Regions from separate parts of the Anas platyrhynchos genome. Here all the other regions are linked to region 3. The links are chromatin contacts, called in public Hi-C maps. All regions are on one chromosome and are shown on one strand. Each heading gives the region's core, a stretch centred on a gene start, on an enhancer-like site or on the middle of the called end of the contact. The rest is flanking DNA. Distances are from core to core; before and after follow the strand shown. Region 1 holds the start of DPF3 (double PHD fingers 3). Region 2 overlaps DPF3 (double PHD fingers 3). Region 3 overlaps DPF3 (double PHD fingers 3).

Region 1 (4,829 bases), core at 873-3,372, 98 kb after region 3:
CAGGTATTGCAGCTCAGCTGAGAGACAACACACTGAACTGCAATAATCCAACCCGATGTCTGAAGCATAAATTCCAATGTCAATAACAAAGTTTGTTTTTTACAGAATGTTTTAATGCAATTTACAATTATATTTAATTAGCAAATGAAGTACAGACTGAAAGCTGGGCTACCCAGGTATAGCTCTAGTCCCAAGTGACATAAATAGAAAAAACACCAGAGCAAATGGGGGACAGAACTTGAGGTCAGCCTGCATGCTGCAGAGCAAGACCTGGCTGAAGAAGAGCAGCATTCAGTAGCAACAGCCCCAGCACAGCCAACTGCACAAAGTCAGACTGAAAATAACCGCTTGTGCTGTGCTTCTCAAACTGAAACTTTCCCCTACTTTTTGATCGTTAAGCTTTGTGAAAGTTGGGCCACTATAAAACATCGCAGAGCTCTCTACGTGAGTACAGGCTGCAACACAGCCAGCACTAGGAAAGCCTTTGGGGGAACATGACTCAAGGGAAGTTGTGTTCCCTGTGGAAAGGGTCCAAAAGAGGAAGCAAGAATGACTGGAGCTGGGAATCGTCATCCATAATACCTGAGTGAACTGGCATTCTTTAGCCAGCATTTAATCTAGAGAAAGACTCAAGTGGGACACCATAAGCAATTTTCAGATATGTAATATGGTTGCAGACAAGAGGGAAAAAAATGTTTTCTACATCCATGAAAGGCAGAAGGAAAAGCAGCAATGATTTTAAATTGCAGCAATAAGCACTCAGGTAACATCTGAAAAATCTTTCAGTGGGCGATACAACAAAATAACCAGAACACAGTGAACCAAAAGGCTGTTTCTGTTAATCTGTTCTTAAAACAGATTAAACAAACAATTGCTAAGGAACAATGGAGGGGTGGTAAGCGTATGTGTGGAAGGGGGTCTTTTATTTGTTTTATATATTTTATTTGCATACATACACACACAGGGCAACCCAGTGACCTCTGAATTCTCTTCCAGCCTATTTACAAGTACAAGCTTCTATAATAAGCTTGCAATACAAGTGAGAAAACAGATCATTTATCATACTTCTCCCCGAAGGTAATTCTATCTTGGTGGAGTCAAACCCGCAGCTTACAAACAGCGCATTGGTCACAAAACCTTTAACACTGCTCGCTGGCATCAGAAATTAAAAAGCTGAAATAAGGCTAGCAAAAAAAAACAAAAAACAAAAAAAAAAAAAAACAACACAGGTATAACATTACTTGTAAAACATTTGATGTTCTGAAATACTATGTACAAGTCAGAAACACCAGGGAAAACTGTATTTCCTAGACTCCTGGCCACAGGCATATCATCAAATTTCAGATGATCAAGTATCAATACCTTCGAACCTGTCATTCTGGATCCAGTCTACGGCATTCGCAGGATTAATGGCTTAACAGCTCCTGTTCATGCAGCTTTCTCTGGGCCTTTTACTCTACCCTCCAGTTAATGTGTGCAAGTTCAGAATCACCTTGTGGAAGCTGAAAAGCCGGTATTGCTAAACCACCTTGAAAAACAGGCCTAATCGATGAAAAATGCCTTAGAGCCAGACCACACTGGTCCTCTGCCTTTTAAAGAGGCAAATAAACAGAGTTCACAAGCTGCACGAGCTACAAAGGAGTTCCCTGACTGTTCCTACCCCTAAAGGTATATTTTCACTGGCCACTTCTATTTCTATGCATTTTGAACTTAAAACACAGGCCGAGTGAGAGAGAGAGGATTTAAGACCCACAGAATGGTTTGGGTTGGAAGGGGCCTTAAAGATGACATAAATCCAATGCTCCTGCCATGGTCAGGGACACCTCCCACCACACCAGGCTGCCCAAAGCCCCATCCAGCCTGGCCTTGAGCACCTCCAGGGATGGGGCACCCACAGCTTCTCCGGGCAGCCTGTGCCAGGGCCTCGTTGCTCTCTGAGTAAAGCATTTCCTCACAGAGCCTAGCCTCAGATTGCCCGTATTTAGTTTGAAGTCATTACTCCTTGATTACCTCACCAAAGTTACTCTCACGTCAAGCACCATAGCAAGCTTGCTATGTAAAAGTAAAGTGCAACCGTTCCAGCTGGGACGTCCCCTCAGAGCCAAGCCTCCCAGAGCTGAGGAAAGGGGCTGCTGCGGCGCCCAGCCCCTCAGAGCCCCCTCAGAGCCCCCTCAGAGCCCCCTCAGAGCCCCCTCAGAGCCCCCTCAGAGCCCCCTCAGAGCCCCCTCAGAGCCCCCTCAGAGCCCCCTCAGAGCCCCCTCAGAGCCGCGCGCGCCTCCCGCCGGCCGCCATTTCCCTCCCGCCCCTCCTCGAGATGCAGGCAGCGAGGCAGGCGGAGCGCTGCCCTCCTATTTGTTGAGGGAGCTGCCTGTCAGGCGGCAGGGCCCGCCGAGAACCAATCAGCGAGCGTCCACCGGGGTGGGCGGGGCGCCTGTGTGGAAGCGGTGAGGGGCGGCGGGGGGGGGCTGCGGCCCCGCGTCAGGGCGTGCGGCTCCGGGCCGGCCCCGGCCCCGGCCCCGGCCCCGGGGCGAGGCGCTCCGCTGGGGCTCCCACCGCCGAAAGCCCCGGTGCGGAGGCGGGCTGGCACGGCGGGCACCCCCACGCGTGTGTGTCCGTTGTCTCCGCAGGCAGCCATGCGGGGAGGCCGCTGGAGAGGCGAGGAGAAGTGGGGCTGGAGCGGCCGCGGGCACAGGCAGCGGCCCCGCGGGCGCAGGCGGCCCGGACACCGCCCCGACAGGCGAGTGGGGGCGCGGGGGTGGGGGGGCCGGGCCGGGGGCTGTGTGGGAGCTGGGGGGGCCCCCTCCGGGCCTGCAAACGTGCCCCCGCTGGGAGGGGGCTGCGGGGGGTCTCATCTCCCCCACAGCCCGTCAGCAGCACGCAGGGGGCTCAGGGAGAAGAGAACCGTGGGTAAGCACTTCCCTGCCATCCAGCTCGCGCCTCAGGGACCGCCGGGGTAAAAACGAGCCTTAAATCGCCCTGGAAGTTTAAAGACACGTGAAGTATTGGGGCGATAGTGCCGCACATAGGTCAGGAAACTGGGACGAGGTCTTAGGAGTTGTGTTGCCTTGAGAGCCGATGCTTTCAGAAAAAGACGTTTTAAAGTTTAGAACCTCTGCTTACCTGTGTTAGGGCTATGTGGATGGCTCTCGTTCTCTGCTGTGTTCTGTCATTGGTCTCTTACAGGAGTAAAGCAGGCCAGGCCTTTAATACTACAAGCATTTCTTGTAAAAAGGATTTTCAGGGAAAGATATGCACACGTGTATGAGTTGCCCCATTAATTCTAGCTGTGTAAAACGTTAGAAATGCAAATGGCCCCTAACTCACAAATATAGAATAAAGTATTTCACTAATAAGCTTTAGACCCAAGTGCTAGAATTCAGTGGTTCCCCGCCCAATATATCAGTTACATTCTTTAACAATTGCAAACTTGTATAACTGAACAGCAACAGAGCTGGTATTAAAACCAGAATTGCCTTGTTATTTTGTTTCAGTAAATTATGACTCATGAAAAACATTTTGGCCTAATGCTTTTAAGATGACCTGTCTCAAAAAGTGAGAATCGTAGGGGCGATTCAGAAAACATCCCAGTGGAATTTCACCCCTCAGTACTGACTGTGCCTGTTTAAATGGCTTCTCAAAGAAGAAAGCTGCAGTTACTACTTCACTGTGACACTGATTACATTTTTTTTCTTTCCTAGAGTTTTCCTGAATTTTTTCCTTGGTTTGCATGCTTCTGAAGCTCCTTCATGAGCTTCCTGTCATGAAGACAATAGCAAAATACTTCTGACCTGATGTCATTTTTTTTATCCATGCCATTTCTTTCACTTCATGCTCTAAAGCGTTATCCTACTTTCAAGGACGTGCTTTTCTTTGAAACAGAGGGTATGGTAATGTGCCCAGAACTAATCTTTTGCTGCAGAGTTAACTACACATAAAGAAGCAGCAACCACCTCTAATGTTTTAGCAAGTAATTCGGACTTTAAGATACTGTTATCTCTTGTGTTCTTGAGAGGTTTTAAAGCTGAGTGTTTGTACTGTTCCTTTTTCATTGGTTGGCATACAGTGATACACACAGTGTGCTTATCACAGACCTGCAAAATTGCACTCTATTAATGTGACTAACAAGCTGCTTTAAAGAGGCTTTGCGGAAAAGATGTGTAGGGCAATTGTGGGCCTGTCTTGAAGGCAATGCTATTATTTTTTTTAGGTCTGAACAGGAGGAACCACAAACCTCAGTGAATGCAGACCCCAGCAGCAGTGGAAATCCTTCTTCATCCAGTTTGACGCAGAACTCTGTAGTACCAGGTAAGAAAATCAGTGTCTGTACGCTGATCTTATGAAAAAAAATGTGGTAGCAGCTGTGTTAATAGTATGGTGTTAAAGGATGGATATAAACAATAAAGTTCGTAGAGAAAATTAGTATCTGAAAAGGTGATCTAAAAAGATGTAGTAAGTGAAAATCTGGAGAGCAGGAATAAAACACTTTCAGGCCCAGAACTCCATCTTTTGTATGAAAGCTTGTGTGCTTAGCCAAGCTATTATAAACTGACAATAATAGAATTTTGTTTTTCTCTCCAGAAATCTTGGTTTGGGAAGCATATGAACTTTTTTCTTATCTGTGATGAAGATGTTATATATCTTTCAATAAAAATAAAAGGACAGCATATAAAAAAGTAATGTAGATCAAATTATTCAGTCTTCTAAAAGACACAACTATCCACCACTTTGGAAAAATACAAACTCATCTCTATGCCTTCAGTGTGTTTATAATCTGTAAGAAATACTGTCTGGTTAAATCATCTGTGCATTCGTTATTAGGGAGTCAACTG
Region 2 (4,393 bases), core at 621-3,120, 80 kb after region 3:
ACAAGCCTCTGATCCTGTTGGGCTGGGTGTATAGGCCCATTCCTGCTCAGCAGGCAAGGGGATCTTGCAGCTTTGCGGGGAGAGAGGCTTGATCCCATCTTGGCAAACACGCGTACTTCCCTCGCTGCCCCTGTTATTCACATGTTGGGCCTTTATCCGCTAGCAGCAACCCCAACAAGCAGCGGTATCTGCCACAGGTGAGCCTGGAGGGTTGATGAGCCTTTTTCCCAGCCTGATCCCGTGTTACCGGCCAGGAGAATTTATCAGAACTGCCTCGCTCAGAGAAATCTCCCAAAAGCCCAAGGCCAGAGCTGCCTTATCAGCACAGTGGGAAGTCTCACCCGTGAGAACGAAGACATGCGGCGCTGCTCATACCTGGTTTTCCTTCAGCGTGCTTCCCGGAGAATTCCACAGCGTTTGGATTACTGGTCGAGCCGTAAAAGAGGCACGGAGCACGAGTGGCATTTCCTTGGTAATGCCCTACATAACTTATTCGTGGATTCACCATCTGAAAGTAAGGGGACCATCACAAACTCATGTTAATAAAACATTTAAGTCATACCACAGAGAGCTCCATATCCACATACACACACCACTCCAGCATCAACTGATCATTTATGATTTTTATTCTGGTTTTAGGTTACCATAAATCACTAATAAATACCGTTAATGTGGATTTACACCACACCTAAGCAGCAATTCAAGCCCCACACATCTGAAACACACTCAGTTACACTAAGTTCCAAGTTTAGGAACTTACTTTCTCACTCAGCTGCTGATAGTTGTACTCAAACCTACTCAGAACATTAGAAGTAAGCTGCAAGAATATAAGTCTACCCTAAAAATGTTAGGTGGGCATATTTTTAATAAATGGTTGCCAACTGTTTGGACTGTCAACATTTTTTATTTTTTTTTAGTATAAAAGGAAGGCAGGATTTGACATAAAACTATTGCAGTAAAATCTGAGGCATCAACACAAAGCCTAAGCATTCTGCCCCTACGGGGCTGGAGTGAACAGGGCTTTAGAAGATAGAATCCACATCCTCACCCCAGGCCCTGCAAACACAACTGCAGCTGATCTCTACCCAAGTAGAAGAAAAACAGTGTCCTTTCTTTCCACTGTATTGGAAGTGTCATGTCGCATACATCATATTGTTACCATCCTGATCCACACTTCTGTTATTTACATAATGCAACTACATTGATACTTTCTGTGAGGGGTCAAAAATATTCCTGCTCACCCTGCAAAGCTCTATTTTGGCTAAGGACCTTTCCCTGTGAAAGAGTTTTTACCTTCTGCTTATTGTCTCCTGTTTTTCCTTTTATCTCGTTAAGTTTTATCGTAGAGTTGTGCTTTTCTGGAGCGAGGGAAGGTTAGGTTCTTGCTTACACATTCCACAACTCTTGTGAATTGGAAAGTGAAACAAACTAGACAGCAACACTGAAAGCCACTGATCTAATTTTGCTGTGGAGGGAAACATAAAAGAAACAGTTGGTAGTCTACCAGAAGCCACATGCTTTTTTCAGCTTTAATATTTCCAGATATGTCCAGTAATATACAACTGTGTTTTGTCCAAATACATTAATACTCAAAGGACCAGATTCATACAGATAAAAGTGGTCAGCATGCTCTGTGAAAGAAGCTTTAATTTGTTACAGCAAAACAGGGCCCCACTTTCACAGATATCCTGCAACAGATTTGAAGTCTTAACCCCTTTTTATTTATTTAAAGCTTTGCAGGCATCTCTCATACACTGTTTCTTGTCAGCCCTCCTCCTCCTTTTCTTTGATCTTTACCAATAGTTGAGTTAGCTGAAAGGGGAGGGAACAATATCAGAGTGTCAATGTTACAGACTCAACACCAGCTCTCTACAGACACATCACCAAAAATCTTACACAGTCAGCATAACAAAGATAACCAGGGAGCTACACAGCGTAAAAATTGGCGCCAATGATTCATTCTTTGTAACTTTGGGAATCACATTCTTAAAAGGTGACCTCAATTTCTTTTTTTCCCCTCTTCCTCCTTTCCTAAAAGCAAAACTCCCCTCTACAGCTACAGCAACAGTTTTCAGATGCCTTCAGACTCACTTCATTCCGGGCCTGATTCTGACTACCCAAGGTTTTCATTTTGTATTCACTATTCAGTTTTCTATCATATTACTCCTGGATTACATATTGCCAAGATATGGGCTCAAGCCTCTTTATTTTTAAATGAAATAAGTGACAAAAGAAGTGTATTTTTCACACTAAAGATGAGTCTCTGCTGCTAGATAAGTACACTAAGGTCTTGTTCTGAAGTTTTCAAAAGTTTGGGGAAATGGAATTTGTTTGAGGCTCCAAGTTTTAGTTTCCGCTCTGACAGAGTGCTGAAAATCTATTTAGGGTGGTTAGAAAATCCTTTTATGTTATTATGGATTGTTCTTTAGTTTCCCCCAACTGCCTAAAACAAGCTAAAGAACAAACTGACTCTGAAGGAAAATGCATATCTTTATCTCCTGAAGAATGCATATCTTTATCTCCTAAAGCGCAAGATTTAATATCCATGCTCACAGGTTTGTCTTCCTTGTAATTCCTTAAATGAATAGCTAGCTAGGGAAAATAAAAGAGATGTGAACCATTTCAGTGTCCTTTTCACTCCCCTCCATTAAAAGGCAGGGAAAAGAATTTCTACATCTACATCCATTAGTGGGACATGGAGATGGTCCTCTAATTCATCTGAGATAATGTTATGCCTCCTGCCTCCACCTATTCCTGGTGCAGGGCTAAAAGCAGTTTATAAGGTGCCTTGAATCTCGGAGGTAGCCAATGGTACACATCAGGGCAGGTGCAGGCTGTCCCACAGCCCAAACTGTTGCCGAGTCAGTTGGACCAGATGCTACAGGTCTGGTACCCGTCTGGTAACACGGATGAATCTTACCTAAGTGACCTGAGTAAAGGAGTAAAGTACATAAAGTCTGATTTGACCCTCCAAACAAGTTACACATCACCACTGTGGATGGAATCAGGAGGGTCTGACTTCATACAGTTTTAACCACTTTTTTTTTTTTTTTTTTAATTGAAACAGATTTCAGCTGAGGCCAAAGAGCACAGTAACATGATGACCTCCTCTTGCCCAGGAGTAGAAAACAGAATGTATTACCTTGCTGCTCCATCTTATCTCTAATAAGCACTGAGCACACACCGTAATTCTTATGATTCTAAGACAGGTTTAACATTTGGATTGAGCATAATGAATAGTGATAGCGTTCTACCTGAGAAAATTAACAACTCGGAGAAAAAACAAACTGCCACATTCATTCAAAGAGTGTTAACTTTGAATTTTGCTCTTGATCTGAACAGCTTCACCTTCATTACTAATGGGACCACCTCGAAGAAAGGAATGAATATTTCACTGACTATCTGGTGACTCCACTGTGGAGATTGGTATTTTTATTCATTTAAACTGGAGGCAGAAGCGAGCTGTGCAGACACAGCTTGAGAATAACAACAACTTTTCTTTCAGTATCCAAACTTCTTTTTTTTATAAGATGTATTTCAGATTTTATAGGGCCAAGGGAACAGATGTTATCATAAATACATTAAAACAGGTTACTTTTGTAGCACACAGACTACTTATACAGTTTATAATAAAACCAATCTATTTCAACTACATTAAAATTAAACTTACCCAGAAAATTTCCCACCTGCTAATATTTTTAGTTAACATCTGTCAAACATTTATTTTCAGTATCTTAATTAATAAAATCTTTAATGCTTTCAGTTCATCTTCCATATAAATATGGAAAAAATACCATGCCACTTTTTTTTTTCCTTTCATTCTGTTTTGTTCCATTACTTTCAAAACAAATTGGGTACAAAAAGATTAATCTTGCCAATCTATAACTTAAAATATCTTTCACTTTGTAAAAGTTCAGAATGAGAAAAATAAAACCTGAAGGGTTGGTCGAGGTGGAAAGAATAAAATCCATGTAAACTGCAGACTGGAATTAGTGAGGGGATAAGAAGGCACTAGTTCATTTCATTGCGCTGATTGGCCAAATGCCAGAAGAAAGCACAAGTAAGGGGGAAATAAAATACTTCGGGTTTTGTTATCTTTTAAAACTTGCGAAATAGAAACAGCTTTAAAAGTGTCATGCAATTGTTTTTCCATTTCCCATCCAGCTTTACTTTGGTAGAGGAGAGGAACAACAAAAAAGTACTGACTGACCTGCCTAAAATACCAGGTTTGGACAAGCCTAACTTTAAAGTTGGCAGACTCCTGGAAATCTCAGTGGACACAAGGTACTGGTGTAACACAGAATAGATCTTGGGAATTTATTAAAGTAATTGCAGCCTAAGTCACAGTACAGCCAGTCCTGATTTACTTGCTCCCCCAAGTCTCCTCAATAAC
Region 3 (4,303 bases), core at 1,390-3,889:
AGTGTTTAGGGATTCCTAAAGCCATGATAAATGTTCCCTTTCTCTTAAATAGTGAAATTTCTTATCTAACCCTAATTTAAAAATAACATCAATAAACCACCTTTCCAGAATCTCCACTCCAAGATTTGGATTCACAATGTAAAGCTTTGGTTTGTTCCAAAGTGATACAGACGCGTGACATATATAGGTACATGTTACACCAGCCTCAGGATTCAGCACTGCCGTTGTGCAGATGTGCACTGTAACACATCAATTGAGAACTGAACTTTATCCACCATCCCTGCTACAAAATGGTAAGTACTTTTTGTTTTCTTCTACATGAGGTACAAAAAATAAAGACTGATGGGAGTAGATGAAAATGAGATCTGCTCCATTTGTACCAAAATACATGTGGGAATTGCTCTGTAAAATTCTTTTACATGGGTTATGCAGCTTCTTCAAATATGAAGGTCATCATTGTCCACACTTTGTAAGGTTATTTGATATTTCACCTTATATTTGCCTAACACGTGACCTAAATACAGCACACAACTGTTGCTTTGGCACCACCTACCAAAAATACAATCCCGTTTCTAAAAAATGAAGAGTTAAAAATAGCCTATTCCTGCTACAGAAGAATGTTTCTTAAACGTTGACTCATGCAGTAGGCTCAGTCCTTCTCCTCCCCTAATTTTACACCTACAGAGCTCCATTCATTTCTGCAGAGGTAACTCCTGACTTACTTCAGCTACGTGAACCGGAGTCAGGCCCTGCCCTTGCAAAAAAAAAAAAAAAAAAAAAAAAAAAGCACACTATTCAATGCTCCCTCTGCTGGCCTTGAAGCACCATCTGCATGTGCAGATGCCTGAATACAGAAGCAGTTATAGGCAGAGCCCATTTCCAGTCCTCCCACAACTAAACATCTAGCAGGTGGAGTCAGGAATAACTATGTGAGAAGGAAAAAGAAAATCCTAAATAAACTAAATTTTAAAGTACTATAGAATATATTATAAAAGATGGGCAGTGCTATTTTAAAACCCAAAGTACTTAAGAAAGCAGAAGTATTTGAATAAAAAACAGATTTTCAAAAACATTTTAATTCCAAGACTTTGGCAGGAAGACAGCAAAGGACACACAAGCTGGTATCAGCAATGAAACTGTCTTACACGAGGAATCTAGACCAAGTCATCAGACAATAGAAGTTCCTCCTATCTGCTGGCTGTTCATGTCACATCTGCCCCAAATTTAGGTTTCATCACAGCAAATGCTTATAAAAGCCATGGAAAATAAAAAATAATAATAATTAAAAATAATGATTCAGTTCTTCACAGAAATATCTTTGGTTATTCAGATATGCTGAAGCCTGTGCAAAGCCTGAACAACTGATATATTGCTATTATAGACCCTTCAGGAATATCTTATCCAATTCATCTAAACTTTACAGAAGTACTCTTGTTTGGCACCAGAGTTATCCTGCTGGTTTTGATCCTAAAACAGTCTTCTTAGATATCAAAGAGGTACCATTGGCACAGGTTCCTGTGACGATAGGAACCAATTTTTCCCTTAATCACAGAGAAGTTTAAATATATGTTAAACAGTAGAGCAAAATTTTTTGTTAAGAAAAAAAAAATGTGTATTTCCATACAGAGCACATAGAGAAACAACACTGCTGTCTTGTAGTACTGAACAAGAAACAACATGTGATTTTGTACAAAATGGCTGAAATCAAAAGTGAAACTAGACAATATTAATAGGCCTGTTTGACAAAAATGCTAAAAAGAAATTCTCGTGAAATTAGTGTTTTGAATTATTTTTAGGGTCTAATATCTTTGAGTGACAATAGACATATCAGCCAGGGAAAGAAAAAATAATATGGAACTCGGGAGAACTGAGTTCTTTGTGTTCTTGGGTTCAATTTCCAGCTCTACCACAAGTCTCTGATCAGATCTTCATACAGGTAATTTACTTTGTCACTGGTTTATCTGTTTTGGAACAGGAGGAATTCCTTTATATATTTTATATATTTGGGCTGTAATATATGCTACAACACAAGACTATAGCAGATAGTAGAAGGAGACTTCACAATGATCACAATGATCCCCGGGATAGTGGTCTAACTTGAGTCTCTAGATGCTATCATATAAGTGATACTAATGCTAATTCTGTCCTTTGCTTTTTAATTTCATCTTAAGTTTATCTTGGTGAAGTGCCCCATCTTAAAGAACACTGATTTCCATGGATATGCTGAACATCATCCACAAGAGCTGGGGGCACTCAGCACTTCCCAGGATAAACACCGCACTTTGTGCAATCAGACACAGTCTCTACAAGGTAAGTCAAGATGCTTTGGAGAGATAATAGCTTATCTGTAAGGACTCCATTCATTTGTTCACAATCACAATCACAGTGGTCTGTTCCATATGTCAGATTACAGACAGATCAGGCACTGTTTAAGGGCCATCTAAAAATCTGATATTGGCACTTGCCTTGAACAATACTACCATGGTCCATCACAGCAAATGAAAAATAATACTTTTGTTTATTTTTACCGCTTCAAAGCTGGTAACAAAACAAAACAAAAGCCATTTCTGTAGTCAGCTGAACACTAGACTGCCCAGAGATAAGTAACAGAACAAACTCTAGCACAGCTCATTCTCACCAGAGTGGCAGCACACACAAACTGTACTCCACACCCACAAAATGGGTGGGAAGGCCGCCAGCTCTGAGACCTCGCTGTTGCCTTTCAGTTCAAAATCAAAGGACAGCAGTGAACTGAGACAAGAACTTTCCAGTCATATTCTTCACACTTACATAGCACGTGAAATACTTGAAAGCTCTGTGTGTATTTTATGTACGTATCTATATTTAGCCATCTTGTAAATTTGAAGTGGGACACTACCAATTTAAATTCCACCAGAGTTTTTGGCCATAGACATCCTATCTGTTCTCATCCACATAGTTGCAAAGCTTCTGTAATACCTGATTGTCAGCAGGGTTTACTGTAGGTAATACCACTTTCACAATATTGATGTCTGACCCAACGCAGAAACATGCTATCACCCAGTACCACAAAACCACCAAGCATATTGCACAGGGAGCAATTAAGATTTCCAAGGTACTTGTGTGTAATCAGGATGTAATCTCTCTTCCATTTCTAACCCTCATCTTTCCAGCTGCTCTGATATTACTGAAGACCAAAACCTTACTGCTTGCCTTTGTGGCACCTGCAATTCAAGGTGCTGGTAGGAGAGTTGGGGAAAATTTTCCTTCTCACTTTCCTGTAGAATAAAAAGCTCCGCAGTCCAGCCCAACTCTCTCTCACACCCATGCCCAGACTCACAGACCTCCCATGCACGGGAGCTCTGCTCTGCTCTTCCTCTTACTGGTTAGAAGGAAAACAGCCAGATAAGGAGTGAGTGTGGAAACATGACCGGCTTCCAGTCCTTCCATTGTTCCACAGTGAGACCCCATGCAAATACCACTGCCCAGTTTTGCAGGGAGGCAGGCTTGCCCATACTTAGTTGAACAGAACAAGGCAGAAGTCCAGTTTCATGAATATCACGGAAGTATCAACACCTGATAACTTTAACAATCTACCTAGAAAATCATAGTATGACCAAGATATCAATATATTGCCCACAACTGGGAATTTGCTTCAGATCTATACCACTGTTCATAGGAGTCTTGGCTGCTACACTACAATGATTCATGTAACAGATCATATCCATTACACTGATGAAAACTTGGCTGCTCTTGAGGCATAATGTTTAGTTGTGATGATATGAATGTACCACTGAAAGATGAAGACCAGTCCATGTGAAATTAAATGTCAGGAATACTTAGTGTAATTCCTAAAGGTCTGGTAATAATATTGACTGAATTGTCTGAGGCAGTTATCATAAGTAAGCTTGGGTGATACTTTATTTCTACCTCATATCTATTGGAATGGGATGGAGGATGCTTAGAAATAGTGCTAACATGAAAACTGCTAGACCCTTGATCAAAAAACTTTACTAGGGCAATCCATGCACTTAACTCGGAGTACAGGGGCAGAGGAAAATGGACGTCTAAAGGCTGCATCAGCAACCTCCATTCCACTGTTCTGATCTTTACAACTTTAGCTGTAACTATGCTTAAAATGGAACACTTCACAAATAAGAGCAACAGACCAAGACAGTAAAAGCAGCATGTTCTATTAAGAAGCAGGCAGCAACTGACCCCAAGAAAAATATTATAGCGCACTTGCATCTTACAAAAAAAATGATTCTGTCTTGGAACACAATCTCTTGGAAACAGAAAATGTTGAGATATTTTCTTCATTAAC

The links. Hi-C and Micro-C count contacts between places; a contact is called where the count stands out from the background.
Region 1: a Hi-C map of liver shows a contact between it and region 3, with 2.6 times the contacts expected there. The contact joins the promoter of DPF3 here to the enhancer-like site in region 3. A contact is called at or near these places in 3 of 8 Hi-C or Micro-C datasets (liver, skeletal muscle and subcutaneous adipose tissue).
Region 2: a contact with region 3 is called in a Hi-C map of small yellow follicle, with 2.0 times the contacts expected there. The contact joins two enhancer-like sites. A contact is called at or near these places in 3 of 8 Hi-C or Micro-C datasets (skeletal muscle and small yellow follicle).

The regions. Positions count from the first base shown.
Region 1 is chr5:35,416,290-35,421,118 of IASCAAS_PekinDuck_T2T, reverse strand. It overlaps DPF3 (double PHD fingers 3), which reads right to left and starts at 2,122. Exons shown (of 16, transcript XM_072038823.1): 1 at 1,363-2,122. DCAF4 (DDB1 and CUL4 associated factor 4) reads left to right here and starts at 2,432. Exons shown (of 13, transcript XM_027457634.3): 1 at 2,432-2,737; 2 at 4,208-4,305. The coding sequence starts at 2,634.
Region 2 is chr5:35,434,443-35,438,835 of IASCAAS_PekinDuck_T2T, reverse strand. DPF3 (double PHD fingers 3) reads right to left here. Exons shown (of 16, transcript XM_072038823.1): 4 at 376-508. Among named protein-coding and RNA genes, the nearest start is that of DPF3, 18 kb to the right of the region's middle. Within about 2 kb of position 1,870, at least 3 of the 8 cell types and tissues checked have an H3K27ac peak or open chromatin away from gene starts, as enhancers often do. A contact at or near this core is called in small yellow follicle, where this site is marked.
Region 3 is chr5:35,515,572-35,519,874 of IASCAAS_PekinDuck_T2T, reverse strand. The region is part of intron 6 of DPF3 (double PHD fingers 3); the gene reads right to left. Among named protein-coding and RNA genes, the nearest start is that of DPF3, 99 kb to the right of the region's middle. Within about 2 kb of position 2,639, at least 3 of the 8 cell types and tissues checked have an H3K27ac peak or open chromatin away from gene starts, as enhancers often do. A contact at or near this core is called in small yellow follicle, where this site is marked.